2 separate regions of the Mus musculus genome follow, and region 1 is linked to region 2. The links are chromatin contacts, called in public Micro-C maps. All regions are on one chromosome and are shown on one strand. Each heading gives the region's core, a stretch centred on a gene start, on an enhancer-like site or on the middle of the called end of the contact. The rest is flanking DNA. Distances are from core to core; before and after follow the strand shown.

Evidence for each region. A called contact is a pair of places that touch in the nucleus more often than the background predicts.
Region 1: a Micro-C map of embryonic stem cells shows a contact between it and region 2, with 3 times the contacts expected there. The contact joins the promoter of Kantr here to the promoter of Shroom2 in region 2. A contact is called at or near these places in 1 of 484 Hi-C or Micro-C datasets (embryonic stem cells) and 3 of 115 datasets of contacts at active chromatin or transcription factors (astrocytes, stem cell-derived epiblast-like cells and stem cell-derived neural progenitor cells).

What each region holds. Positions count from the first base shown.
Region 1 is chrX:152,322,820-152,329,010 of GRCm38.p6, forward strand. Kantr (Kdm5c adjacent non-coding transcript) reads right to left here and starts at 4,674. Exons shown (of 3, transcript NR_040270.2): 1 at 4,591-4,674; 2 at 4,342-4,420.
Region 2 is chrX:152,765,098-152,771,193 of GRCm38.p6, forward strand. Shroom2 (shroom family member 2) reads right to left here and starts at 4,389. Exons shown (of 10, transcript NM_001290684.1): 1 at 4,189-4,389. The coding sequence starts at 4,353.

The DNA.
Region 1 (6,191 bases), core at 3,424-5,923, 440 kb before region 2:
GAGAATCTAAATGTATGTATGAATGTATATGTTTCTGTGTCCATATCTGCCTGTATAACACATCTTAGTTCTTTTTTTTTCCTTCCTCTCTGGTTCACAAAGAGTTAACCAGCCTAGCAAGAGAGGCTTCTGGCTGCCTGGACAGAAAAAAGGAGAAATGTACCCGCTGCTAGGCAACAGGTGTTAATTGCCCAAGCCAGTGGTTTTTAACCACAGAATAAGCAAGAAATTTTTTAGTAGGACATTTTAGAAGTTATCAGCAAGCATTCATTATAGCTAGAGAGCTCGAAGGCCAGAGACCACCAGTCTTTAAAGCTACCTCTGACACCATCAGTTTTTAAAAATATGTCCAATTCTGTGTCCTACTTCAAACCATTCCAGGCCGTTCTGGCTCCCAGCCAAAAACAAACAAACAAACAAACAAACAAACAAAATATTAGGACAAAATGTTACCATGTCTCTCCTGATATAACAACAAACATGTAACATATCTTCTGGTATGCATGCCTAAAATGCAGACCTTAAAACTAATATAATCACAACAAAACTTACACAAACCTGAATTCTATCAAATAACTAGCCAGGATACTTAGAAAAATAACAAATTCATCTAAGAGTGGTGGTATTCCTTTAATCCCAGCACTCAGGAGACAGAGGCAGGTGAATCTTCGTGAGTTTGAGGCCAGCCTGGTCTATATAGAGAGTTCTAGGACAACCAGGGATAAGTAGAGAGATTCTGTCTTAAAAAACAAAAAGAAATACAAAAAAAAGACTAAAAGAACTGTTCCAGATGAGGAAACATGACTGAATGACAATTATCTAATTTGGGTATTTTGACTGAAGTATATATTGAAACTCTTCCAAAAAGTTTAAAAATTCTGAAAACTCAGGCTGGAGAGAGATCTTGCAAACCACCTGTAACTCCAGTTCCAGAGAATACTATGCCCTCTTCTGGCCTCTGTGGGCAGTGCATTCACATGTCAGCAAAACACATAAAAAATAAATATATCTTTTTAAAAATATGAAAACACAGTCAGGCAGTGGTGGCGCACACCTTTAATCCCAGCCCTTGGGAGGCAGAGGCAGGTGGAGGCAGAGGCAGAGGCAGGTGGATCTGAGTTTCAGGCTAGCCTGGTCTACAGAATGAGTTTCACAACAGCCAGCACTACACAGAGAAACCTTATCTTGAAAAACAAAACAAACAAAAAATGAAAACATAGGGCTGTAGAGATGGCTCAGAGGCTGAAAGCACCTGTTGCTCTTTCAGAGGACCTAGGTTCAATTCCCAGCACCTATGTGGTGACTCCCAACTATCCATAACCCCAGATCCAGAGGCCCGGTGCTCTCTTCTGACTTTTTTCTGCACCAGGCACACATACAGTGCATGTACATACATAACGGCTGAATACTCATACATATGAAAAAATGAATAAATCTAAAAAAATAAAACTAAAAAAACTTTCTGAAAACAGGGTTTGGATATAGCTCAGTGGTGGAGTGCTTGCCTAGCATGTGAGAGAACATGAGTTCACTCCCCAGCACTGAAAGTAATCAGAAAACAAAAACAGGGTTAAAAAGAAAAGAAAGAAAATACGTGGAAAGGGCAATTAGAATCAAGGATACCTACTCCCACCCCTCACACAGTGGAGTATTAGAAGGCTACAAGGGTGGGCAAGAGTGTTCAGTGGAAAGCCAGATCACTGCTCAAGTCAAAGAGTGTTTCGGGGTGGGGTGGGGATTTCTAACTGGCATGATTATTGGAGAGCCTTAGTGCCATTAGTGGGCATCTACTATCTCTGGTAGATGCCCAACGTTCTGCAGTACACCAGACAGCACCACATAGCAAAGAATTGTACCACATCCATACAACTTTAGATTGGCTCACCAAACCATTATTTAAGTTTAAAGAAGTCTGCTTATTCATTTCTAATTTATCCACGTGACCAACATTTAAAGAAAGCCTGTCAAGTACCAAGAAGTGTTTTAGGTACTACAGACCCATCAGTAAGTAAAAAAAGAAAAAGACAAAAACCCGTCCCCTTTTCTAGAGCTTACAATTGAGTGGATAATTAGACAACAAACTACAAATACAATAGAAGTAAATAACATACAGCCATACACTATATAATGAAGTTATGGTCAACAATGGCCTGCTTAAATGACGTTCATCCCATAAAATTGTATCCTCTGTGATGTCACAAAGGTCTTAGTTTGAGTAAGCACTCTATATTTTTGCGCAATGACAAAATTACATAATGATATTTTCCTCAGGTTATATTCCCATTGTTAAGCAACACATAACTAACTGTACGATGTAAGAAGATGGAATGCAATGGGAACTAATAAAGTTGGGTTAGTGTTCAGACTAGAATGGAGTTGTTAAGCAGGATCTTCATGGTAGATCTCAACAAGAAAATGACAACAGAAACCTGAAGTGAGGGAATGAGATCTGTGGATAATCTGGGGAAGAGTATTTATTTGAAAGGGAGGGGAAGGCCTAATACATTGAAATAACCTTAAGGAGGCTATTATAGGTGAAATGGAGTAGGAGGGCAGAGTGGTAGGACATAAGGCTAGAGGAGTTACTAAACAAGGATATTCATTTATACTCGCTTTTTTAGAAATCTAGCAACCAAACAAAGAGACATATACATACACGTTCTTTTGTTTAGAACTTTATGAAGAATTACTCATCATTTATGGAAAAGGAACTATATCCTATATATGGTTTCTGAGTCACCACTCAATCAATACACATGTAGCTGTCACATGTACAAGTCAGATACATGAAATAATGTGTAAAATTATTTCTTTTAGTGAAGTTATATCAAAGCATTTACGTATTGAAGTGCATACTGTTTTATTATACATTGTTCTTCAGCCCCAACACTCAGGAGGCAGAGTTTGAGGCCAGCCTGGTTTACAAAGTGAGTTCCAGAACAACCAGTGCTGTACGTAGAGAAACCCTGCCTTGAAAAACAAACAAAAAAATTTCTCTATTATATTACAATTAAAATGTCATTATAAGCTGTGGGAGGATTGTGTATGCAGAGTCTACTTTTTATGCTCTTCATTAAAAAATAGTGAAGGAGGCAAACTACACATTATTAAAATAGACTATTGGGTCTATAGTTGTCAGAATGACAAAGGTATAGCAAGAATATGGAAAAATTAGCATAGGAATGGGAAGAGAGTTGTGATACTTGACAGGGAGTTTCAAAATGTCTGATCTAGAAGAACTCCTAGATAAGGACAGAAAAGATGCTCAGGCCTACAAGGGGATATAATTAGAAGATCCTTGGACTATCTGTGGTGACCAACATTACATAATGGCTATTAAACTGTTTTGTAGCCCTGGTGGTGGTGCATGTCTTTAATCCCAGCACTCAGAAGGCAAAGGCAAGCTGTTCTCTGTGAGTTCAAGGCTATCCTGGGCTACAGAGTGATTTCTAAGACAGCTAGGGCTGTTACACAGCAAAACCCTTTCTTGAAAAAAAAACCAACAAAATAAAAATGTTTTGGTGGGGTTGGGGGGGGGCAAGACAGTGTTTTACATTGTAACCCAGGTTTACTTTGGACTCATTATGTAGCTGAGGCTGATCTTGAACTTGTGGCAATCCTCCTGAATGCTGTGAATGTAGTCATGCACCACCATCAAAGCTGGCTGAAAAGTAGCTTAATATAAATTTCTCCCCATCCTTGGTGTTTCTACCTGTTTAACAGAGAAGGCCAAGAAACAGAGACTCCTCAATGAGACTTACAAGTAGCTCAAGACCAGGCTCCAGTTTTGTGCCCTACCTTTGGGCCACTCTCATTGTTATATATATTGTACCTCCAACCACATTAGGGATAGGAAAGAGTTAGGTTCAGTGTGGAAAATGAGAGGACAGTAGCATTCAAAAAAAGGTCCAGTGGGGAGAGGGTCAGAGACAGACAAGGGTGAAAAAAAGTCAGAGACTAAGAGAATCAATATTCTTTCAATCACAATCATAATTATTTATTGAAAAAAATTTTAGGGACCAAGCATGCGCATTGGCTCAGGTAGAGACAGACCCCCATTTGGCAGATGATGAAACCAAGACCCAAATGAATAAAACGGATAGTTTAAAATTTCATAGCTGGTTTCAAGGGGTCAGGTAAGGATTAGGCCTCCTGAGTCTGGGATATCTTAGTACGTCTCAGAGAGAGAAAATGTTGGGTAGAGGCAGATATGGAGTCAAGACTAGAACACAAACAATCACGTGAGCAGCAGACCTGCACGAAATCTTTTCCCCAGAGACCGGGATTGGGAGGCTCCCAGAGGGTGGGCACGGGTGGTGGGTTCAAGAGGGTAATACTCACCTGGGTACCGTCTGGAGAGGATGCAGGGGCACTCGCCTTCTTTTTTTGCTACGCAAAGGATCCTCCACCACCCACGGACCTAGAGTCGAAAGGCCGCCCAGGTAAAAGCGCGCCAGGTCCCTCCCCACACGCGTTCTGGGCCGTTCTCTCCCCTCCCGCCGTTTTCTAACCCACCACCCCATCTTTACTGCTTCTCTTGGGATACCTCTAGTCTCCGTAGGGTCTAAGCTGCCGCAGGAGAATGGATACCTGGCCCACAGCAAGATCTCGCAGACACGCAGACGCTTCACGCAATGCTCCACCGAACCCTGGCAGGATAGCGATGCTCCACCACTTACCACGGGCTCCTCAGCTCCCATTGGAGGATTGCCCTCCTGCCTTCCCTGAGATTGGTTGGAATTGGAAGCACCTACGAAAACTCCACCCTCTCGAGGGTGTGATTGGCTTATGTGCCAGCCCTTCCGTTAACAACACTGGTCAGGAAAGGATTACTGCTCAGTCCTTTTGCAGGTCTAGAGGACTGGGCCTTCGGGGGTTGTTTGTTAAAACGCAGGAAACCCTAAACCAGGCTAAGCACAAATCACTGAATAGAATTATTACTTTCGTGATGTCTTCTTTCTTTCTGTAGCCACACTGCCTTTACACCGTTTTGCTTAGAGACACTGCGAATGTACTTCCAGTTTCCTATAGCTCCACACCCACTTGTAGGAGTTTCTGAGCTAGGTTTCTCGCTTTCCCTGTAAGCATTGTTCCTAATTCCATCCATGGAGAATAAGGTGATCCTACTTAGTAGCCCTGGCTGACTCGCCCTGTAAACCAGGCCTGCCTTTGCCTCCTGAGTGCTGGGACTAAAGGTGTGAGCCATTTATACCCGACAGATTTTATTTCATTTTTTAATTAGGTGTGGTCAGTCTTCACATAAAAGAAGCTATGGCCTAAAGAGGCAGACTCGATGAGGCATTGGTAGTACGATGGTGAGCACAGCTGCCTTCCAACGAGGCAAACTTAGTGGTCTGAAACTGTGCAACAATTATTTCGAATAAAATCCATCTCTCTTGTCTTCTAAAGGAAGGGAAGACAGGAAGGACCATTCTATTAACAAATCTTAAATTTGAGTAGCACAGATCCTCCAGGAGAGCCTGTGGGTGCAGCTTGGGGCAGAGAGGAATAACTTGGATGGGAATGAATTTACATCTTTGTTTCCCCTCTCTGTTTAGGAAATTTAGCATGTTTTCAATAAAGGACGTAATATTGGTGACTGTTACCAGTAGCAATCAGAGAGATTTGTCCATCACAGTATAAATTTGCAGCTCTTTCAAATATGTAATCTCTGAAATATATAATTAGTGCTTTAAAATCATGATAAGAGGGAGCCGGAGAGATAACTCCATGGTTACAAGTGCTTGCTGCTCTGGTAGAAGACTGGAGGTTAGTTGCCAGCATGAATGTCAGTTGCCTGTAACTCCTCCTCCAGGGTACCAGATATCTTCATCTGCTATGAAGACACCTTTGCATAGCACACATGAGTGCATGCACAGGAACAAATACACATATAAATAAAAGTAAAATAAATCTAAAATCACGATAATCATTGTAGTCTTTAAACCAAAGCATCCTATGATTTAATGGATTGATGAGCAATACATATATGACTCTAGCACATTTTTCTATTTTAATATTTCAATAGTTGGCTTTCTAAATTCTAGATGTGATTTTTCCAATTTTAAAGGATTTTTTTTTTTTTGTGAGAAGAGTTCTAGGTCACAAAAGAAATCAATGACACAGAAATTGAAATTGGCTCTTTAAGCTTTTCCCTTTCTTACTCTCTAGCCCTCCTTTTCCCTTTCCCT
Region 2 (6,096 bases), core at 3,139-5,638:
TGCCCATGAAGCACACAGTTCTGGGGAGTCTCTGCTCTGTTTCCTTTCTCCAACTACAAAAATGCAGATGAAGCAAGTCCTTGTTTGCATTTTACTGTGTAAATAAAGCCTTTTCTCAAAGCCAAGAGCTCATCTCAAAAAGAAAAACAGACCTACATGAAAACACTGGAAACGCCAAGTGCCTTCAAACACACCACCAAAAGGCCACTATTTTAAAAAATAAAAAATAAAAATCCAGTCTTTAAAAGAAAAAGTGACACACTAGGAGCCTAATAAATGATTTATAACTGTAGATTGGGGGCATGTGGCAATGTCTGGAAACATTCAGACTGTCATACCTGGAGACATGTGCCAATGGCCTTCAGTAGGTAGAAGCCAAAGAAGCAGCTAAATGGACTACAGTGCATAGAAAAGACCCCACAACAGAATATCAATGGTGCCAAGATGGAAAAACTGTCACCCTACAGATGGCATCGAGTTACTCAGTATAAATAACACAGCAAGGGAGTTCAGTCACAAGCAGATAGTATCTGCTGGACAGGAAGCAAGACAGATCCTCACAATCAGAGTCTGACTTTCAAGGTCCTATGCAGAACTTGCCATGTCTGTGACCTCAGAGTCCACCATTTTACCCTCACTTGGTCATAGCTGTCAATCCACAAAATGGGCCAATAAGAATTCTTCAGTTAAAAACCAGGACTAAATCAGCCTGGTTTTTACCATCTCTTCTAGTTTTGTTTTGTCCTGTGATGTTGAAGATCATACTCTGCATCTTGTATAGCTACACACATCTCCAGCCCTTCCCAGTTCTAAGATATGTGCTCATAAGATCTTCAAATGATAGTCACATTATTATCAAAAGAATGTGTCCTCTTAAATTAGATCAAGCTACTCCCAAATCAGTATCAGCTAAACAGAAAATTATTAATAAACAGAATTAAAATAACGAATATATAATATAAATATAAAAATAATATAGTTCTAATTAACAGAAAAACAGAAAGCTCTTGTGGTATACCAAGGATCCAACATTAACTATTGCATAGATTTTTTTAAATGGAAAAAGGACTATCAGAAAAACATATTTAATATGCTTCAATACAATAACATTTCAATAGCTACTAGAAAAGTAAAAATTTAGATTAAATTCCAGGTGACAATTTTCCACTAGTAACTACAGAGCAGTCTATTTCTAACTTTAATTGGCTGTAAACAAAAATGTTTCCTTCATCCTTTTTTGAGATTGAATTTCACATGTATAAATGTTTGTCTGAATGTATATCTGCTCCACTGTTTGTGGAGGCCAGAAGGTGTCAGATCCTCTAGGACTGGAGTTACCGAAGTCGTAAGTCACCATGTGAGTGCTTGAAATTGCATGTGAGTCCTCTGGAAAAACCACCAATGTTCTTAACCACTGAGCTATCTCTCTCCCGAGCCCTTTGTCATTTTTAAATAATATGGCAAATAATTACCAGATTTCATGCTGTAAGCAAACAGCACTGATAATGGTTTTGTTTTTACTTTTACTGTATGTGTACCATGGTGTTCATGTGGCTTCCAGAAACCAAACTCAGGTCATCAGGCTTAGTGCCTTTAAAAGGGAGTTGAGTCACCTTGCTGGGCCTATGTACTAATATTCTTAATAGTAAAGAACTGACAAGTAGATGAAATACTGTTAATTCTACACAATAGAACATGTGGTAAAAGTCCATGCATGTGCACACAGGAGCAACAGTACATGAATGTCTATGTGTACATGGAAATACAAAAACCCCAAGTTGTTCTGAGTCCCATTCATCCTAAGCAACAAACCTATAAATTTTCAGTTATAATGAAATGTGAAAATTATGCATAGGTGAGAATATAGCTCAGTAGTTCAGCTTAGCATGGCTGAGTTTGACCAGCACCTACTTCCATTTCTAAAAAGCTGAGAGCGAGCCAGGACTATCTGATATAAAAGAGCACAAAAATCCCTCTAGCAAATCTTTCCATTTAAAATAACCTCCAACTTTCGTTTTTGTTTTGTTTGTTTGTTTGGTTGGTTGGTTGGTTTTTCGAGACAGGGCTTCTCTGTATAGCCCTGGCTGTCCTGGAAGTCACTCTGTACACCAGGCTGGCCTCGAACTCAGAAATCCGCCTGCCTCTGCCTCCCAAGTGCTGGGATTAAAGGCATGTGCCACCATGCCCGGCTAACCTCCACCTTTCTTATACAGTGAAAGCCCAAATGCTAGGGCCTAGAGAGATGGCTCAGTGCTTAAGAATACTTGTTGCAGAGGAGACACACACACACACATATATGCATGTATATATATATATATATATATATATATATATATATATATATATATATACACACATACTGTTTTAAAAATCCTAAAATTTTAGCCGGGTATATATATATATATATATAAAATATCAAAAGAGTGCCTCAGAGGAGGAAAAAGAAGAAACAAACAACACAAACAACAGCTGAAAAAAAAAGTGAAGCGTGAAAGAACTGAGAGATGTACCTGATACATTTTTAACTACATCAGAAATGACCTCGAAAACCTTTATTAAAAGGCACAGAGGAACATTGGCTGCTCTTCTAGAGGACCCAGGTTCAATTCCTAGCACTCATCCATGCGGCAGTGCAGAACTGTCTGCAACTCCAGTTCCAGGGGATCTGACACCGTCACACAGACATATATATGCAGGCAAAACACAATGCACAAGAAACACCAGTAAGTATTTGTTTAGAGCCACAGATGAGATTCTCTGTGGTAGTACAGCCCTGTAATACTAGCACTCGGGTGGCTGGGGGGGGGGGGCTGCAACTTTAAGGCAAGCTAGTGAAACTTAGTGAGCCATTGTCTCAAAAATAAAAATAAAAATAAAAATAAAAATAAAAATAAGGGCTGTAGATAGCTCAGTGAGAGAAGAGTACTTGCCTAGTACTGCCAAGGCCGACTTCAATCCTAGCACTGAAAAGAAAAAAGGGGAGTGAGTGTATCAGACTCGGACTTGGTATAAAGCTCAGTGGTACAGAACTTTCCTCGCATGTGGAATGCCCTGGGGCTTGGATTCCCTGGAATGGCACAATCAAACAAAAAAGAATCCACTTTGATATAAAAGATTACATGGTGGCTAATTTTGTAACAGGGTGAGGGGTGATTGATCGATTTGAGGTCTTTTGCTGTTTGAATGCCGCCAACACCACACCACTTTTCAAAGTCAAGACCAGTGGAGCCACCTAATTCTTCACGCTTTTAATCCGGGTGGGAAGATAAGGAAATTTGTAAGTCATTTTCACACCTTCAAACACCTCTAAGGAGCCAGGAATATTTGCATTTTAAAGGAGACTTTGTCCTTAGGACTGGTAAGACTCAACTCTGCTTAGAGAACAGGGCCCTAGTTTCTTTTAACCAGAACACCTGAGAGATTGGCTTGTTGTTTATTTATACAAGTTTATACATGTTTAGTTGGTAAGTATCAGGATAGATTGCATTTTAAGAGAATACCAATTCTAAAGCAACCTACACACACACTCACACGCGTTAATTCCAAGTAAGATCTCTTTTCTTACTATCAGAACTCAAATTCTACTTTAAAAGCACTCTGAAAAAGTTTCATTAAGTGTTGGTAGATATCCAGAGCGCGTGGATGTAGGACAGGAAGCCGAAAGTCAGCAAATATTGATGAGCTCCTGGGAATCGTGAAACTGCCTGGCAGCAGCTTCTAGTAGGGAGTTTCAGACTGAAAACCGGTACAGATCAAAAGGGTGACAACCAGGGGCCCTAAACAAGCAAACAAAAGTTGGGAAAGCTGTACCCACTCCCTGGTTCCTGGGAATTTTTTTTCCCTTCATTTCATGGCAGCCTCGCAGGTGTAGGTCCACCGCTGGACAGGCCAGGAGTTACAGGGGACTGCCAGGCCCTTTCCCAGAGGGGGAGGGGAAGGAGACCCGGAACAGGAGCCATTGAAACTACCAGCAATGTTGGGAGCCGCCCGAGGGCGGCTAGGATGGAGCCGGAACCACACACCTATGGCTGAACAGAACCCAGCACCCACAGGTGACTCCCAACAGACGCGTCCCAGAAAACGAGGCCGCGAACCGGACGTCCCATCCAGCGCCCTGAAACCCCGACCAGCCTTCTGGGTCCGGACTATCTCAGGACTGTCACGGGGCAGACCCCGGGGTAGCCTTACCTTGGTGATGACCAGAGGCTCGCCATGCTCGCGGCCGCCCTTCAAGGTGAAGCCCCAAGGGGCGCCGCCGCTCAGCTGCACCTCCACCAGGCGGACGCCGTCGGTCGCCGGCGCCTCAGCTTCGGCCAGGCGCTCGGGCCGTGCACGGGGCTCGGCGCCCTCCATGACGCGGGGCGCTCAGCCCCTCCACACTCAGCCCTTCCACCCGCTAATGCCCACGCCCATGCACTCCGGGAAGCACGAACCGGCCCACCACCTAGGAGCCTCCAGGCGGCTGGGCCGCCGCCGCCACTACAGTAGCCGCCGGCCACCGCTGAACTTGCTTTGCAACTTGGAAAGCGCTACGCGGGCCGGACCAGGAGGGAGCGCGGAAAAGGGCGCGGGGAGGGGAACGGGGAGGGGGCGGAGCAGGCGCGCTCCTCTTCAGCATGGGCAGGGGAGAGGGAGGGGCCGGCTCCCGGGGGCGCGCACACGGGGTTTTCGCACTGACTGCGCTAGAGGTCCAAAGGGGTTTCTCTAGTGCGCTCAGCCGCTAGGGGTTAAGGCGCGCTCTCCGAGACCAGCGAAACCTGCCCGAACTGGACCTGGTCAGGCGTGAGGTCGCACGCACGGTCCCTCCCGCCCAGCTCTAGAGGCGCCGATGGGCTCGGGGAGGGTTGGGCGCCACCGGGGAAAGCCCTTGCAACAGGTGAGGTGGCGGAAGTGTCCAAACCGGACTAGGCGGGACCTGGAGGCGATCGGGAACCGAGTAGCTGCAGGCCAGCCCCTTCCAACTGGGAGCGGAATCGACCCAGCGCCTCCTCCTTTGAGCCAGTGAACCGCAAGTGCACAGGTGAAGCTCTGGCATTCCCGCTGTCCTGTATGGCCGCACCTTTGCTCCAGCGCCAAGACTCTGGAAAAGCTGTTCCGAAAACCATTAGCACACCAGAATGCCTGACCCCGGGCCACTCGCAGGCACATCCCAAAACTCTGGCCCTGAGGTTAATGCTGCGGGCAATTCCTTGCAGCAAAGGGACTCTGGACCTGATCTGTTGAGGGCCTTCTCATTCTTGCAAATTCCTTTCTGTAGTACCAGCAGGCAAACATAATAAATGCCATCCACCCAGCTGGCACTTTTGTCACAATTTAATAGGCCTTTCTTCCATCCAATTCCTACCCTTTATGTTCATAAAATTGTACCTCAAGTTGGGAGGCAGTTGCCCTCATGTATGTCTGAGCAGCCTGTGTGTGCCAGACAAGAAGCCAAAAAAGGGCAGACATCAGACCCCCTGTGAGTGCTTCACCGTGTGGGTGCTGGGAACCAAACCCAGCTGAGCTACAACCCCTTGCCACAAGTTCTTAAAATGTGTTCTGCGTTTATATCTCTAAAAAGGAGGAACTATCTGTTTGAAGTTAATGAAAGTTTGCCACTCTTTACGTTTTTATTTTATTAGTTTTAGAAATTATCTCAAAATCTGTGTAGCCACAGATGACTGAATTCCTTTCTATTCTCCTGCCTGCATCTCCCCAAGTGCTGTGATTCCAGGTATGAGTCACCATGCCTATTCATACTTTGCTGCTTTTCCATTTCCATGAAACGAGCCCACCTTAGAAATGTATACACTGATAGGAGTTTACACGTTTTACAGAGGGGAAAAGTTTTTTTTTTCCATTAATGTTTGTATTGTAGCTGGAGGCGGTTCCTGTTTCCCCAAACAGTTCCATCCTAATACTTTTAGCACCTGATAGCACTGGGAGGTGAAAGCAAGGACAACCAAGAGAACACTGGACCAAGAACACCTTTAGGCTTGGCTGCTGTGAAGCCTGAATAGGGAAGCTCAACTCTAGTCAGTTTGTTCAAACAGACCAGATGCATCACACAACAGAGACAGAGTGTCTTGGTTACTTTTTTGTTTGTTTGTTTGTTTT